Regions from separate parts of the Mus musculus genome. Here region 1 is linked to region 2. A link is a contact called in public HiChIP or PLAC-seq data. All regions are on one chromosome and are shown on one strand. The core of a region is the stretch at or near the end of the contact, and the rest is flanking DNA. Distances in the headings are between cores, read along the strand shown.

Region 1 (7,211 bases), core at 1,045-3,544, 94 kb before region 2:
CTCTCTGGCCGACATTTGTCACCCTCCTGACACAAAGCATATCTCTGTGTGCATGGTGCATATGTATGTACATATTTAGGTGTATATGTGTGTTTATGTATGTATATGTGTGTATGTATGTATATGTGTGCATTTATGTGTGTGTATGTGGTGTGTGTATATTTGTGTGTACATGTGTGTGTGTATGATGTGTATGTATATGTGTATGTTTGTGTATATGTGTATATTATGTGTGTATGTGTGTGCATGTATGTGTATATATTTGAGTGTGTATATGGTATGTGTGTGTGTGGTGTGTGCATGTATGTGTGTATATGTGTGTGTGTGTATGTGTGTATTTGTGCATGTGTGTATATGTATGTGCACGTGCATGTGTGTGATGTTGATGCTGGTGTCCTCCTCAGTTACTCTTCTACCTTATTTCTTGAGGCAGAGTCTGACTGGGCACACTAACTGGCCAGAAAGCTCCAGAGATCCGCCTGTCTCTGTCTCCTAGCACTCAGATTACAGTATAGACGTCTACACCTTGCTCTTTACGTGGGTTCTACGGTTTAGGCCCTCATACCCTCTGCAGGAGCACTTTACTGACTGAGCCATCTCCCTAGCCCCAGCATGTATGTTTGGCATCCTTCCCAAAGCCATGCAATTTCTTTAGCCAAAGCTACAGGAGATAATGTGCCCTTGAGTCAAATGAGCCACACCCCTCCATCAGTGTGGTCCAGCTGGCAAAATCAGGGAGATGCTGTCAGCCGATCTGACCTGGAGGCAGGGTTTGTGTGTGTCTGTGTGTAGGTCTGGATTTGACTACGCAGCTGCCACAGGGAAATCTTTGTGGTTATGCAAACGGGTTGCGAATGCTAGACTTTCACCTTGGTGGCCATAGATACCCTCCACCTGTCTGTGGGTCTTCCAGTGGACTCAGGGCTTGAACACAAGGTTGAAGAGTTAAAAGGTTGTCTGAAGGGTTCTCCAGAGGGTTCTCCTCCTGGATGTGCCGGAGCGCTGAACCAGCTTTGGACAGAACTTGGTGGGTAGGGTGCACAGCCTGCAGAGGAGATAGTATATTTATATACTGTTCATCTGTACATCTATATACAACCACTCTTGTTTGTACGTGGCTATCAGACCACGTGGCCTCTTTGCTGGGCCACCAGCCTTGTCTTCTTCTGTTCCTTTTCCATCACAGGCCTGGCTCTCATTACCCCTCACAGGTGCCCATTGCCTCACTGTCTAAGATTGGCCTTGCCCAGTGTCTTCCTACACATGTTGGGCTGTCCCTCCTGGCCTCTGGTGAGAGAGAAAGCTCTCTGTTTTTGGCAGTAACCTTGTCACTTGCCTGGCTGCTCTCTGTTCTTACCTGCCTGTTGGGGACTGGCTGCTCTGAGCTGGCCCAGGGTTTGCCCAGGAGCACCCGTGGAGTGGGCACACCAGGCCCTGTGAGCAGTGGGCTTTGGCTTCCTTGTACCTTTCCTGGGGACACAGAAGCCTTTTCCTAGACAGAGCTGCCCCAGGTGAGGCTCGTCCTAAAGGGCAATTTGTCATGAGTAGTATTTTCTCAGGGTAGGTTCTGAGAAAAGTGGTGGCCCAGGCTCTTGGGCAACATTTGGGGTAGATGTTAATTCAATTTTAATGATTTTACGTAAGTGGCAGGGGTATGGGGCGATATGCACATGTCATGAGGCACAGGGGTGGGCGGGGGAGGTCAGAGGTCAACTTGCAGAAATTTGTTCTCCCTCTCCACCGTGTGTGTGGTAGGATCTCACACAGGGTGCCAAGTACCTGCACCTAGTCTTCTAGCCCAGCCCTGAAATGAATTTTAAAATTGGGGTTTCCATTCACCACCTTTGGGGGATAGGTTTCTGGCCTAGAATACTTTTTATTCTGCCCTCAGGCAATTAAAAAACAAAAAAACAAACCAAACCAAAAAGCCCTGACCTCTTAGCCTGAGAGGATGTGAAAACCCGCGAATCAAATCCAAAGGAGCAGTCGCCATAGCACGGGCTTCTCAGCCCCTCCTCCACTGGCTTGGGTCACGGGGCGAGCATTTTCTGACTACCTAAGACATGAAGGGGCCCAAGGATAGTCAGGCTGGAGGAAGTAGCCACTGTGCTCAGCTCCTGGACAAGAGGCATTTCAGGGTAGCAGCCTAGAAAAACGAGGAAAGGAGGTGGGGTGGGGTGGGGTGGGGTGGATCTGGGACTTGGCGATCCCGAGTCCCAGCAGGAAGGGGTGTGGTGAGTCGGAAGGACTTGAGATCTGGGCTCAGGTCCTGACTCCTCCCCTTGGAGCTCCGGTCCTGACTCCTCCCCTCTTGGTAGCCAGGTGCTTTCCTGCGCTCTTTGCTAGTCAACAAAGAGTGCCCTGCGACAAGCCAGTGTTCTCCCAGTTCCCTGCGGGGCTTCCCTCCCCGTGGGGATCTTTGAGTTCGCAGGGAGGGCCCCTGTCTGTAGACTCTTCAGCGAAGTCCTCAGACTTTAGGCCAGTGCTTACCTCAGGCAGAGCCAATCTCTAAGGAAGACTTGGTATCCGCTGGGGAGGTTTGGGGTTTCAAGACTGAACGGGTGCTATTTTTTTTTTCGGGAGGTAGGGGTGGAGCAGAGGTCCCAGTACCGTTTAATACCTTGCCAGGCACAAATGAACTCCCCACTAGTGGGAGGTGGAACCCTGCCCCATTCTGGACACTTAGACTGCAGCTGGCTGACCCTCACCAGTGACTCAGGCTGGAGATCTGGGTGGGGCCGAGACAAGCATATCTAACAGGGTCCCCAAGGCGAGCTGTCCCTGTGCTATGCTCTCCTAAGATCACAACAGAGAAGGGGGTTATTTCTGCAGCCAGAGTCATGGCCACCGTTCCTGGGGTACAATGGGGAAGGGTCCTGTGACCATGTTATGACCAATCAGGAGTGGGTTTTTTTATCCCCACCCCCCTTTCCACATGGATAACTGAAAGCAAGGAATATTGTTCCTGCTAAGCATATGAAAGCACCGCCCCCTCACCTCACCAGCCTTCCCCACATCCCACAGAGCTGAGCTGTCACTCTCTTGGGCCTGCCACAATTGCTCCATGCGTCGACTCCAGTCACCAGTGGCTAGATGTGGGCAACAGGTGCCCCCTTCCTCTCCCAGTTCAGAAGGGCAGCCCAAGGGAGAGAGGAAGGAGCCAGGGAGGAAGGAGTTACAGGACTGGGAAGCCCAGGGCAGGGAGGTACTCAGGTACCCTAGTCTGCCTCCCAAGGCTTGCAGGCAGGAGCTCGGGGCTTGGGTGGGCATTGAGTCACTGGTCTGTAAACAGGGCTGCTCACCTGCTGCAGGCTCCTGCCTCACACCCATCCTACTACAAGACTTCTTTATAAGGAAGCTGGGTGTGGTGGCACACATATACCTTCAATGCCAGCACTGGAGAGGCACAGGTAGGAGGATCTCTGAGTTCAAGGGCAGCCCCGTCTAGGGCATGAGTTCCAGGACAGCTAAGGGCTACATAGAGAGTCCCTATCTCAAGGAACTATCATCACCAAAGAAAGTAAGCACTTGGGATCATCACAAGTTATATGGGGGAGGGGGTGCCACATCCCTGACATTAAAGGCCTCATTTCTGCATGACTGGCTCTTCCGTTTGGGGACTGTGGCTCATGGCTGCATGGCCCCTCAGAATGTCCTGCATCCTTGTACGCCTTGGTCCAGACTAGACAAGGGTGGCCACATGGGTTCTGTGGTGGATGATGTCATAAGTAAGCTGACCTTTGAAATCTCTCGCTCACTAACTCCCATAACAGAGAGCTTCCTTGTCAAGGAGACTTTACCAGGTTCTTTCAAGACTGGTAAAGCCAGACCCTCAAGGAAAGCAGCGGCAGCAAGGGGTCTGCTGGCCTGCCTTTCTCTTTGACTCCTGTGCCCCCTACTACCCCCAGTCCCCCCCCCCCCCAGCCAGAGCTACCCCAGAAGCTCCAGCTGACACACGGTACTCTCACAGAGAACACATTCTTTTGTCACTGGCTGACACGAGGTTCAAGAACATAGGCTTTGGTCTCAGACAGATCCCCAGGACATTCGGGATCAGTCTCAGTCAGGTTTAGCTGAGTTCCAGAGAACCCCCCACGCCATGGTGCTATAAGCAGAAGAGCATTTCTGTGCATGTAGTCCAAAGCTACATGGCAGTGGGTCCCTTCAGAACCTGCAGTCACTCAGGCTCTTTCCGGCTCACAGCTCTGCCATCTCCTGTGTGGATCTTGATCTTCTTGTGGTCCAAAGTGACAGCTAGGGCTGTCACTGTTACGTTAACGCTCGAGGAAGCAGGTTTGAAGAAAGTAGGATAAAGAAGGATTGGAGCAAATGCCAGCGTTTCATGAGGTTTTTAGAATGACCCTATGGCGTTCTTTCTCAGATTCCATTGGCTGAAATATAAATTACAAGAGACTGCAGAGGAAACTGGTTAGTGGAGTTCCCCTGAAAACAAGGGGTTCTCAGTCACGGGGGGAAATCAAGAAGGGAACTCTGAGGTAGCCCTGTCAGCCCATCTCTGTCCTACAACTCCCAGCTCTGAGGGCCTCAGTCTAGTTCTGGCCTCTTTACATTTTAATCATCTCCGGCTGCCTGGAAACTGGAGTTGATGGCTCACATAGTCCTGACCTGGCCTGACACAGCATGGGACCCAGAAGTCACGTCCGCTGCATTCTGTCACTGGCTGTGGGTGCTCTGCTTCATGGCAGGCACCACAGAGAGCAGAGTGAGCCGCGGACACACTAGGGATCCTCACATCTTAAGCCTCCTTTATGTCACTCCCTCAGGTGCCATGATAACATGTCACTCCCTCAGGTGCCATGATAACATGTCACTCCCTCAGGTGCCATGATAACAGCGGTGTGAAAGTAACTCACACAGGCACTGAGGAGATGGCTCAGTGGGTAAGAGGCTCCTCTGCAACCCCAAGGACCTGGCATCAGATCCTGGCACTGGCGTGAAAAATCTAAGGTGCTTGGCACACGTGTCATCCCAGTACTCAACCTACACCAGGTGGGTGACCAGGATGTGGTGGTCACCTGGCTCGCTCTGTGCAGCGTGTGTGTGTGTGTGTGTGTGTGTGTGTGTGTGTGTTGTACTGTGAGCACCTCCTGGGTGTGCAACTCTTTGCCCCATGGGGCCTAGGGAGTCTCTACACTCAAGGGACAAGGGACTTGGCCAAGATCACATGGGGAGTGAGAAGATACCCAGGTAGTAAGGTCAAGGCCTCCATGCAGCCAGGTGCGGGTGACTCCGTGCTACGTGTCCATCTTAGGGATGGTGGGAGAATGGGCAAATGTGTATCGTACTTATTGGGATGGTCTGGCCAAGGTCATGGAGACTTATTCCACCTGCCATCAGAACAGAATTTTTTCCAGAGTCATGACTGCATTTGGGGATGTGTGTATCAGCTCTGTCACCTGCCAGATGATGGCTTCCAGGACCAAGGAGGATGCTGAGTCTCCTGCTTTATCTGCTTCGCTTTATTCCCTGGTCACAGGGTCTCACACTGAACCTAGAGCTGAGGCTGGTGGTCAGCAAGCTCCAGCAAGCCCCTGACCCCTGACCCCCCAGCACTGGGTGCATGGCCACTCCAGGTTCTTAGATCAGTTCTGGGGATTTGAACCTGGGTCTGCAGGCTTGTGCAACAAGCCTTCTTATACACTGTGACATTTCTCTGATTAGTTTTCTTTGTATGACTGTGACCACCATACTTGAGGGAGGAAGGACCGGCTGACTTTGCTGTTTCAGAGATGTGACCACCTGGCCCTTTGTGCTTGGGCAGGATATCAGTGTGGGGAGGTGGCACTGTTCAGGTCATAGTAGGCGGGGGGGGGGGGGGGCGGGGAGAAAAGATGGAAGGGACTAGGGACAGATATAACCCTCAAAGGCACATCCCCAGTGACCTTCCTTTAACTACGTCTCGGACCCTCAGGTTTTCAGAACCCCCTTAAATAGCACCATGGCTGGGAATGAGGTATTCAGCATGGACGCCTGCAGGGGACCTCTCATATCCAAGCCACCCCCCCTCCCCCACATCCCTGCCTCCATGCTGAGTCTGACAGGCATGCTTGAAGCCTCTAGGACCGTGCAATGTGAGGGACTCAACCCCGTCTTAGCAACTACAGCAAAAGCAGGTGTTGGGAGGGAGTGAGGAGAAAAGAGAAAAACAGAATGCTTGAAAGTCCCTTGAAATACTCAGAAGGGAGAGCCTGGAACTTAGCCTGGGGAGGCTCATTTCTGCCATTTGACCTCCAGAGTTATAGGATACAGTTGCAACCTTTTAGGCTACCATGTTTGAGGTAATTTGTTACAGTAACCAGTGAAAGATGACAGGAGACGTCTCTGTGTGGCCAGGGGAAGTTTTGCCAGGAGATGAAACCAGGGAAACAAACAAGGCAAAATTTTGAGACAAAAGGACCCTGGGCAGAGGAAACACTAAAGTACAAAGGTCCCCAAGGCCAGGAGGCACTTGACCCTCTCAGTGTCGGTGGCCAAGTCCCTTGGTCAACATGAGACTGCTGACCTTCGTCCCAGTGGACTCTCCATCAGCCATCTTCCTGGGTTTCCTTTTGTGCCAAGGGCTCTTTCAGCTCAGAGAACTGTGTGTATCTCCAGGCAGGTCTGCTGTCATTTCTTTGAGAGCCTTCTATGTCCCCTGCTGTTCCCAGCTCCTGCCTGGCTTGTCCTGTGGTACCACTTGCTGATACACCTGTGGCCTCTGCTGGGCAGCTGCCCAGGGTGAAACCTGGCTCTCCTCCACCTCTGTCTCATCACTGCCTGAGGCACAAGAGGCAAAATATTTGTTAACAGAGCGCTGCCTCTGCCAGAAGTGTGGGCCTATTCACCTTACTTTGGACTATGACCGGGCTAAGGATGCCAAGGGCTCTGGCTGCCTGGACAGGAGGTGGAAGGTGCTGGGGAGAAAGCAGCTCGCAGGAGACTTCCAGCCCACCCTCCCCCATCCTCACCATCCTAGCTACATGATGAGATTGGTACCTCTTGTTGGCATTCAGCAGGCCTGAGCATGCTGAGAACTGGCAGGATTAGGAGGCACTGGGCCCACTTTCCCCTGTCCTCCTTCCTACTGTTCCCTGGAGACTGTAATCCTGTGGACGACCCCAGACCTCTGGGTCCCCAACGAGCCTGGGCCCCATCCTCAACCAGGGACATCTGAGCAAGGGCTGAACCTTGTACTATTTTGTTCTTTCCTT
Region 2 (7,777 bases), core at 4,008-6,507:
CCTGGACTTTACTGAGCCGCCTCTGCCATAACAGAACTGGGAAATGTCCCTAGTGGCCTTGGGTTTCCTAGACTGACAGTAAATTCCCTACATGGCATAGCAAAAGAGGCTGCAAGAAGACAGCTAGGAAGCCACAGGCCAGCAGTTTCAGAATCCGTGTGACGGGTCAACCTGTCTTGCTCGGCTAAAGAGTGGCCTATCTGCAACGACCAGAGAAAGCCCTAGAGTTTGAGGTGTGTGTGTGTGTGTGCGTGCACCTGTGTGTGCATGTGTGGGGAAATAGTGTTTACACTATTGGTGCTGTGTTGTACATAGTTGGTGTGCTTAAACTGTCTACTCTGTCCCTGGGGACTGTGGGAAGATTCCAGATATCCATGTGAGGAGATAACTGTCACCCTCTGAGGAGAGTGTAGCTGGGAGCCTGGGCTGGATCTGGGTCCATCTGGAGGAAAAAAATCCCCCAAATGGATAAGAGCCCATGGAACCGTCTTCATTCAAACCAGATTATATAACAGAGTCACAAAGCACTTGACATATTGGTCCTTCAGTGCCATGGAAGCCCCATTCCCAGTGCCACACAGGACAACGTATTCAGGGCTCCTGCCCTGTATGAGGTATTGGGAGAAGTCTGATTTGGCTCAGTCCTGTCTGGTACCCTGATGCTGGTGGAAGACGCCATCCTACTGAAGTGATATGTTCTTTTTTTTCCAGTGTAACAGCTAGACAAAAATCTCTACGTGTTTGGCACCAGCGTCTCTCTCTGGCAGAAAGCATTCTTCAAGGACTGAGTAAACCTACCGTCTAGGGCTGTGGCCAGGAGAAGGCCCCCATTGGCTTAGTCTCATACAGCCTTTCCCACTACAATTTCCTAAAGAAAACGAGGAGGCCCAGCAAGGTGGGCACAGGCCTGTCCTGCCTTCTGCCCCCATTGAGAGCAAACTGAAAATGCTTCCATGAAACAGGCGTGGAGGAATGGACTTGGAGAAGTGACTTAGCCATCATATCTAGTTAATAATCACCCCGCTTGCCTTAAAACAAAAACAAAATCCACACTTTCCCTTCGGAAGGTAGCAAGAGTATATCGATCCAGTAAATGCCTCCTAAAGTGGGGTTTTGTTGCTATGACAACAGAAATACCCTTTTTCATCAAGCCCTTCGACTCCACTTAGACTGGGAAGCCCGCATTTGTAGTTTCTCCTGATGGGCTTTGTGGTTTCGAAAGCCTCCTGCCAACTCAGCAGCTTCAATACAGTTATTAATATTTTTAAGCGTTTGAGTGTTTTGCCTGTGTGCATGGTCTGTGTGTGCCTGGTTTCCTCAGAGGCAAAAGAAAAAAAAAAGTTGTCAAATCCCTGGACCTGTAGTTATGTATGGCTTGCAGCCACCACATGGATGCTGGGAATCGAACCCAGGTCCTCTACACGAGCAGTCAATGCTTTACCCACTGAGGCACCTCTCCAGCCGTTTGAGCAACTTTGTGTTTATTCGCTGCCTACATTCATTTACTGTTCATCTGCTCACATTCTGTACCTGGGTTGTTTATTGCTAAGCTTTTAAAATCATAAAAATATAATTTACAGAGACTAGCCATTTTTAGATAGGCATTTGGAGAACACCCTTTTCAAATGTGTGGCTTTTCTTTTGATTTTCTTAACAGTGTCTTTTTACAGATAATGGAAGTTTTAAATTGTGAGGTATCTAATCCAAGTCTAACTATTTTGCCTTACCATCTTAGTTAGAAATGGTTTTATATTTTGTCTATGATACGTTCAGTTGGTTTTTGTACGTAGGCTTTTTTTTTTTTTTTTTTTTTTTTTGGCCTATTAGGTATTGTGATGGTTAATCCTGTCACTTGGTCCTTAAATTATCTAACCATTGGGCAGGTCTGTGATGGTATTTCCTGGAAGGACAGATAAGTGGTGGTGATCTTCCCCTGGAGTCGGCAGCAGTGGGCCAGCCTCTGTTCCTCCTTGCTGGTGAGGGCCTCTACCCTATAGTGGAACTGCTGCCATCAAGACATCCTGAAGCTATGCCATTGACCAAGAATGGATTTGAACTTAGGACCTCTGGAAGAGGTCAGTGCTCTTAACTGCTGAGCCATCTCTCCAGCCTGAAGGAACATTTCCTTATGAACCCCTACCATAGCTACACTTCCAACTTGAAACTTAGAAAACTTGACAAGACTGAGGCTGTGACTCTAGTGGGATGTGTCTGTTATCTCCTCCCATGACAGCTGACTTCATCTGGGTGAGATAGCATCTGCTGGATCACTCTCTTGTAAAGTTATCATTTTTCAAAGAATTCGTAGAGAGATGCTTTGAACCTGAGTTAAGATCTCTCATTCCTCGTTCAATGTTTATCCATCAGATTTAGTAAACATAATTGCCAAATAGATCATTGCTCTGACACAACTCCTTGTAAACTTATTCTGCGGTAAGGAAGAGCTCTCTCTCCTCCTCAGTTATTATTTTTGGATCAGTGTGGAGTCCTGAATATCTGATGGAAAAATCAAAGTTAGCTCACAGAAAATGCACTGCACGGTGCATTGTGCCACTGCTTAATGTGGCTTGAAACATCAGCTCTGAGATTCCAAACAAAATGAGGACTCTAGTTCTTCTACGAGTTTAGATCCCCAGATCAAGAACAAACCAGCAAGTGGAGCATGAACAGATAGACCACTGGGATGGAGACGTTCCGAACCCAGAGAGTCCACAAGGGCTGGAACATGGACAATTGTGTAAGTGTCGGGGATGGGGGTGGGGAATCACTGGGGGTCATGCCTCACCCTATACACTGGATCAATTCTTAGTGTACCAACGCTGAATACGAAATAGTCTCAGCCTGCACATGTGCAACAGAGAGCTGGTGACTCTTGGCAAGCCTGGGGGCTCCTCCACATGCTGTAGACATCTGTTCTCTATGTGTGTGTATTGTATTAAAAGCAAGATGCCGCAACTGTACACGTCATGCTGCCCGTGGCTTTTGTAAATGAAGAAGATAGAGAATAAGTATCTTGGCTTGCTTGTGAAGGCAAGTTTGAAGAACGAACAAGAAACAATGGTTTGCTGTTGGGGCACAAGCGCAGGTGTAGAAGAGACTTTCTTTTTTTTTTTTAACTTTGGACTGTTTATCTTTCATTGCTGCTTATCATAATCCTGAATAATACATCTCAAGTGGAAAAATCCAGAATTCTGAAAGATCAAAGATTATTGAGTCAACTCTAACCACCCCCCCCCCCCCGCCCTGACTGAGCAGGATAAAGCACTTGTGAGCATGCGCTGGACTCCGAGGTCACTGACCAGTAGTCCTGAATTCATATTTCTGAAAGATTAGTCCCAAGGGGGGGGTAGGGATAAATATATATTAGGACTGGAAGACTGAATTGTGGGGAAGAAATTGGTGCATTTTGATGTGTTATTGGTTGGTGAGGGAGGGTCTTTCCAGGGGCAACTCGTGTGGGTTGAGTGAATCATGTGGGAGGAGTCTCTTCTGCAGCTGTGTTTCTGTTAGTTAATGTTCTTGAGAGCAGGACACTGTCCAACTGCATATGTAAACGTGAGCTTTTGTGGATATGGATATATATCATATATACATGCATATATATCACATATATGTATGATATGGTATATATCACATATACCATATACATTATATAGTACATATTAATTATATTATACATTGGATGGTACATATACATTATACATAATATCTAGCATGATACATATATATGATAGATATCATATATAATACATACATCATATACATGATACAAATATAGTATATATATCATATATGTATGTGCCAGGGCTTTGGCATGTAGCTCAGGCTGGCCTTGATCTGTGATTTTGCTATGGTAACCTCCTCCTCCTCATGCTGGGATAGTCCAAATCCATTTTTTTTTTTGAAAGACAGCCGAGGATGTGGTGCACGCCTTTAATCCCAGTGCTTGGGAGGCAGAGGCAGTTGGATCTTTATGAGTTCAAGGCCAATTTGGTGTACAGAGCAAGTTCCAGGACAGCCAGAGCTATACAGAGAAACATTGTGTCGAAAAACAAAACAAAACAAAACAAAACAAAACAAATGGACCATATTGCCTCCAAGTTAAAGGTAAAGAAATCAGAAACATCTGCTAATGGACAAGGAGTTAGTCTTTAAAAAAATATCTTTTTTTTTTCCCGAGACAGGGTTTCTCTGTGTAATAGCCCTGGCTGTCCTGGAATTCACTCTGTAGACCAAGCTGGTCTCGGACCCAGAAATCCGCCTGCCTCTACCTCCCAAGTGTTGGGATTAAAGGCGTGCCCCACCACGCCCGGCGTGGCACACACGTTTAAACCCAAAAATTGAGAGGCAGAGGCAGGCGGAGTTTGAGGACAGCCTGGTCTACATAGTGAGACCTACTTTCGAAATAACAGTAATAAAAAAATTGAAACAAATGACACTAGTATTTATTCAAATAAACAAATCACTTGCACTTATTAAAGATTAGCCTTAATTTGGAGAGGTAACAACCACTACGTGGGACTGTTGGACATAGTTCAGACGGACAGGTAAGCGCTTCCAGTGGCTGAGAGAAGCCCGGGGCTAGAAGCGTCCATCCCTCACCTGGAGTACCAGTCTATTCCGGAGTCTTTTTCCAAGATGCCTACACGGAGGTGGGGGAGGGTCCTACACTAAGATGGTTTTCTTTAAGTCGGTCTCTTTACTCCTCTGATCTCAGCAAGAAGACGCAGCAGAAAGCTCAGCCTTATAAAACCAAGTTTGCACGCCGCGGGCATTTTCTGGTTATTCAAGTTGGTTTTGAGGGCTGCCCAAAGAGATCAGTTCTTTGGACCAAAAGAGCGGTGCAGCGGGGCTTGCGGATGGGGGCGATGTGTGCCATCATCAGGAAGGGAAAGGAGCCGGGAGCTGGGACTGCGTAGCCCCAGCGGCGCGTTCAGGATTCCGGCCGGCCGGCAGGCTGGCTGACTGCGTTGCAGAGCTCGGTCTTCGCATTGGGCCTCCGACGCGGCCTCGGCCCGAGTCTGCTGTCTCCCGGCTTCTGAGTGGCTGGGGGGCCGGGGTTAACCTTTCACCTCCGCGCTCCGTCCAATCACAGGACGGCTTTCATGCGGCCGCGGGGCGAGCGAGCGAGGGGGCGCGGAGCGGCGGCGCGACGCCGGTGGGATTCTCCAAGCCGCTGTGCGCCGTCGCCGCGGGCCGAGCGCGGGCTGCGGGCGAGCAGGGCGCTGCGCAGTCTCCGCAGGCGCGGGCGGGAGGGGTCGGGGCGCGGCGCGGTGCGGCGCGGGCGGCTCCGGGCCCAGGTGAATGGAGTAACCTGACAGCGGGAACGAGACGACGGCGAGCGGCAGGAAATGGCGGCGGCGGCGGCGGCGCCGGGCGGCACCGGGAGGCCTGGGCTGTGACGCGCGCGCCGGAGCGGGGTCCGATGGTTCTGGAAGGCCCGCGGCGCCCAGTGCTGCAGGTGAGGCGGGCTCCCTGCTGGGCCGCTTTGTGTCCGGGCCCGGGGGACGGCGATGCCCGGCCCGCCTCTTGCGCGAGGCCCGCGCGGGCGCCGGGAGCAGGCCGCGACGCCGAGCCCGGGCAGAGAACTGTCCACGCGGGCCTCTCCGCACCCCCGCCTTAGGAGGAGCGGCCTTTGACAGGTCCCGTTCCGCGTTCGAAGCCCGGGAGAAGACAGGAGGTATCCACGCGGGCCGGCGTCTCGGGAGCGACCCGGGCCTGCCAAATGGCGCGGGACCCCTGGATGCCTCCGAGGATCTGGAGGGGGACAAGGCCTCAGCGAGGTGCGGGCTGGAGCCCTGGGAAGGACTGTTGTGTGTTTATTGGCAGGTGACCAAGGCTGGCCCTAGGGGGTGGGTGGCCCAGGCCATGTTTTGTGCCCCTCCCCTTTTAGGTCGTCTGGACCTTGCGAAGAAGGGTCTTTGCTTAAGGGGCTTTCGTTCAGCCAAATCTGTGTGCATCTCCAGCCAGCACACCAAATTGGTGTGGATTGCCTAGCAGAGATGAGCTGCCCTTGTGACTTTGCCTTCAGGACAGAGCCAGTGTCCTGAAGACTTGCCCAAATGGATGACTGGGAGTCTATGATCTGTAATAGTCCTTGCTTTTATGAGTAGACTTGTGATTAAAGGGTTAGTTACCGATATATGATGCCCTAAGTATTATGGTGATCAAGTGTTGAAAGACGTCATCGGGTGAAAGAGACTTACTTGGGAGTTCGCTCCTGAGTTTCTGAATCTTTGATTGTTAGTTTTCTGAGGAACCTCACTGTAAGTCAGTAGGAAAGGATGCAGTTCAAGAGTTAAGCAACTTGAGATATGTTTTTCAAACCTGTTGTAAAGTAGGATCGCTGAGTTGGAAATTCATTGGTATAAACATTTTAAGTTTTCTAGGCAAAAATTTTCATGGTAACCAAGGACCTGAAATGTAACCGAAAGGTGAATACTGGGTGAGGCTTGTAGCAAGCAGTAGTTTGGGTGTTTTTGGAAATATCTTTTTGATATCTTTGGGGACTGAGTTCTGGAATAATCTGTTTCACTTTTCAGGCTACCTGTGAAACATGCAGTGTGTAATATAAACAGTGCACAATATCATGACTGGAGTGTATTTTATAGAACTGTCAGCACCAAGGGCTGCTTTTAGTGATCAATGTAGTAGCCTAAGTTTGTGAATTTACACGTGGCTCCAAAAGATGACTCGGTTGGCTTTAACTGGGTGATAAAAGACCTTGCAACTGCATTAATAATGTAGTTGTCTTCCTGTCCCACACTGAGCACTGCATTATGGCAGTGTTTCTGGGCAGGAGTTGTATAGCTAGGCTGTTTGTCTGTTGTTGAACTTTCTTGTTTTGGTTTTAGAAGGTATTTTTGGTGTAGTTCATTTCTGTCTTTCTTGAAAGAAACTTTTAGGAAGTTTCTCTCTCAGCCTCTGGGGTACCGGAATTACAGGCATGCACCACCAGGCCTGACTCTCTTGGTCCTGATCAGAGAGTGGTTTCGTGGTGTTATGTATGAGTGCGTCTAGGTGTAGCTCTGCTTTCTAGGGAGGATAACGTGTGTAGCATTGTGTCACAGCATTGCCACATCTGACTCTCTGACCAGTCTGATGCCGTGAGATGGGGATGTCATTTGAGCAGGTGGGTGTGCTCTCTAAGGATTGCCTCTCTGCAGCCTACACCGCTTATCCGTGGCAGGGAAGGAGGACATTTGCTAAATCTCATCAGTCTGTACCAAGACGTGTCAGGCTCTTTTCTCAGAGTCTCACTGAATGAATTCTCAGTGCGTTCATGCAGCATCCTCCTTCCTGGTTGTACACACGAGGGAAGTGTGACTCTGATGATTTCTTCAGCGTGTGAGGCTGCCTGAGCCTTGACTGGATCATGCTCTGCTTTCAGAGCCTGCCTGCCTGCTCCTCAGGGTGTGCTGTCCAAGTGGATTTAGGCAGACAGCCCAACGTGGGATCCGTCCTCAGTCAGTACAGTGGCGTGAGTGGAGAAGCACTGTCCCACTGAGAGAGTCAGGTGACTTCTGCTTGTCTCAATGTGTACAGTTGTTTTAACATGTGACAGCATACTCAGGATTGATGCTTCGGCCATGAAGTGTACAGTGCAGCTGCTTTCAGGTTTGCAGGTCTCACCACTGCCCTTCTCCAGACTTCTCCCTCACTGGGACACTTTGACCACTCAACACTGAGCCACATTCCGCCCTTCATTCCCAAGCGACCCCCACAGTTTCCTCGTTTTCCTTGTCTTTGAGTTTGGCCGTGCTAGGAACCTCTTGTA

Evidence for each region. HiChIP or PLAC-seq counts read pairs in DNA pulled down with a chosen protein or histone mark.
Region 1: an H3K4me3 HiChIP or PLAC-seq map of embryonic stem cells shows a contact between it and region 2, with 18 read pairs. The contact joins the enhancer-like site here to the promoter of Dicer1 in region 2. A contact is called at or near these places in 1 of 39 promoter capture datasets (cranial neural crest), 6 of 484 Hi-C or Micro-C datasets (cerebral cortex, cortical neurons, forebrain and 3 more), 6 of 115 datasets of contacts at active chromatin or transcription factors (the 230-238 cell line, embryonic stem cells, intestinal crypt epithelium and 2 more) and 3 of 9 other capture datasets (adipose tissue, liver and pancreatic islet).

The regions. Positions count from the first base shown.
Region 1 is chr12:104,840,989-104,848,199 of GRCm38.p6, reverse strand. The region is part of intron 1 of Clmn (calmin); the gene reads left to right. Among named protein-coding and RNA genes, the nearest start is that of Clmn, 20 kb to the left of the region's middle. Within about 2 kb of position 2,294, at least 123 of the 459 cell types and tissues checked have an H3K27ac peak or open chromatin away from gene starts, as enhancers often do. A contact at or near this core is called in adipose tissue, cerebral cortex, embryonic stem cells and 6 more, where this site is marked.
Region 2 is chr12:104,749,432-104,757,208 of GRCm38.p6, reverse strand. It overlaps Dicer1 (dicer 1, ribonuclease type III), which reads left to right and starts at 5,257. Exons shown (of 27, transcript NM_148948.2): 1 at 5,257-5,461.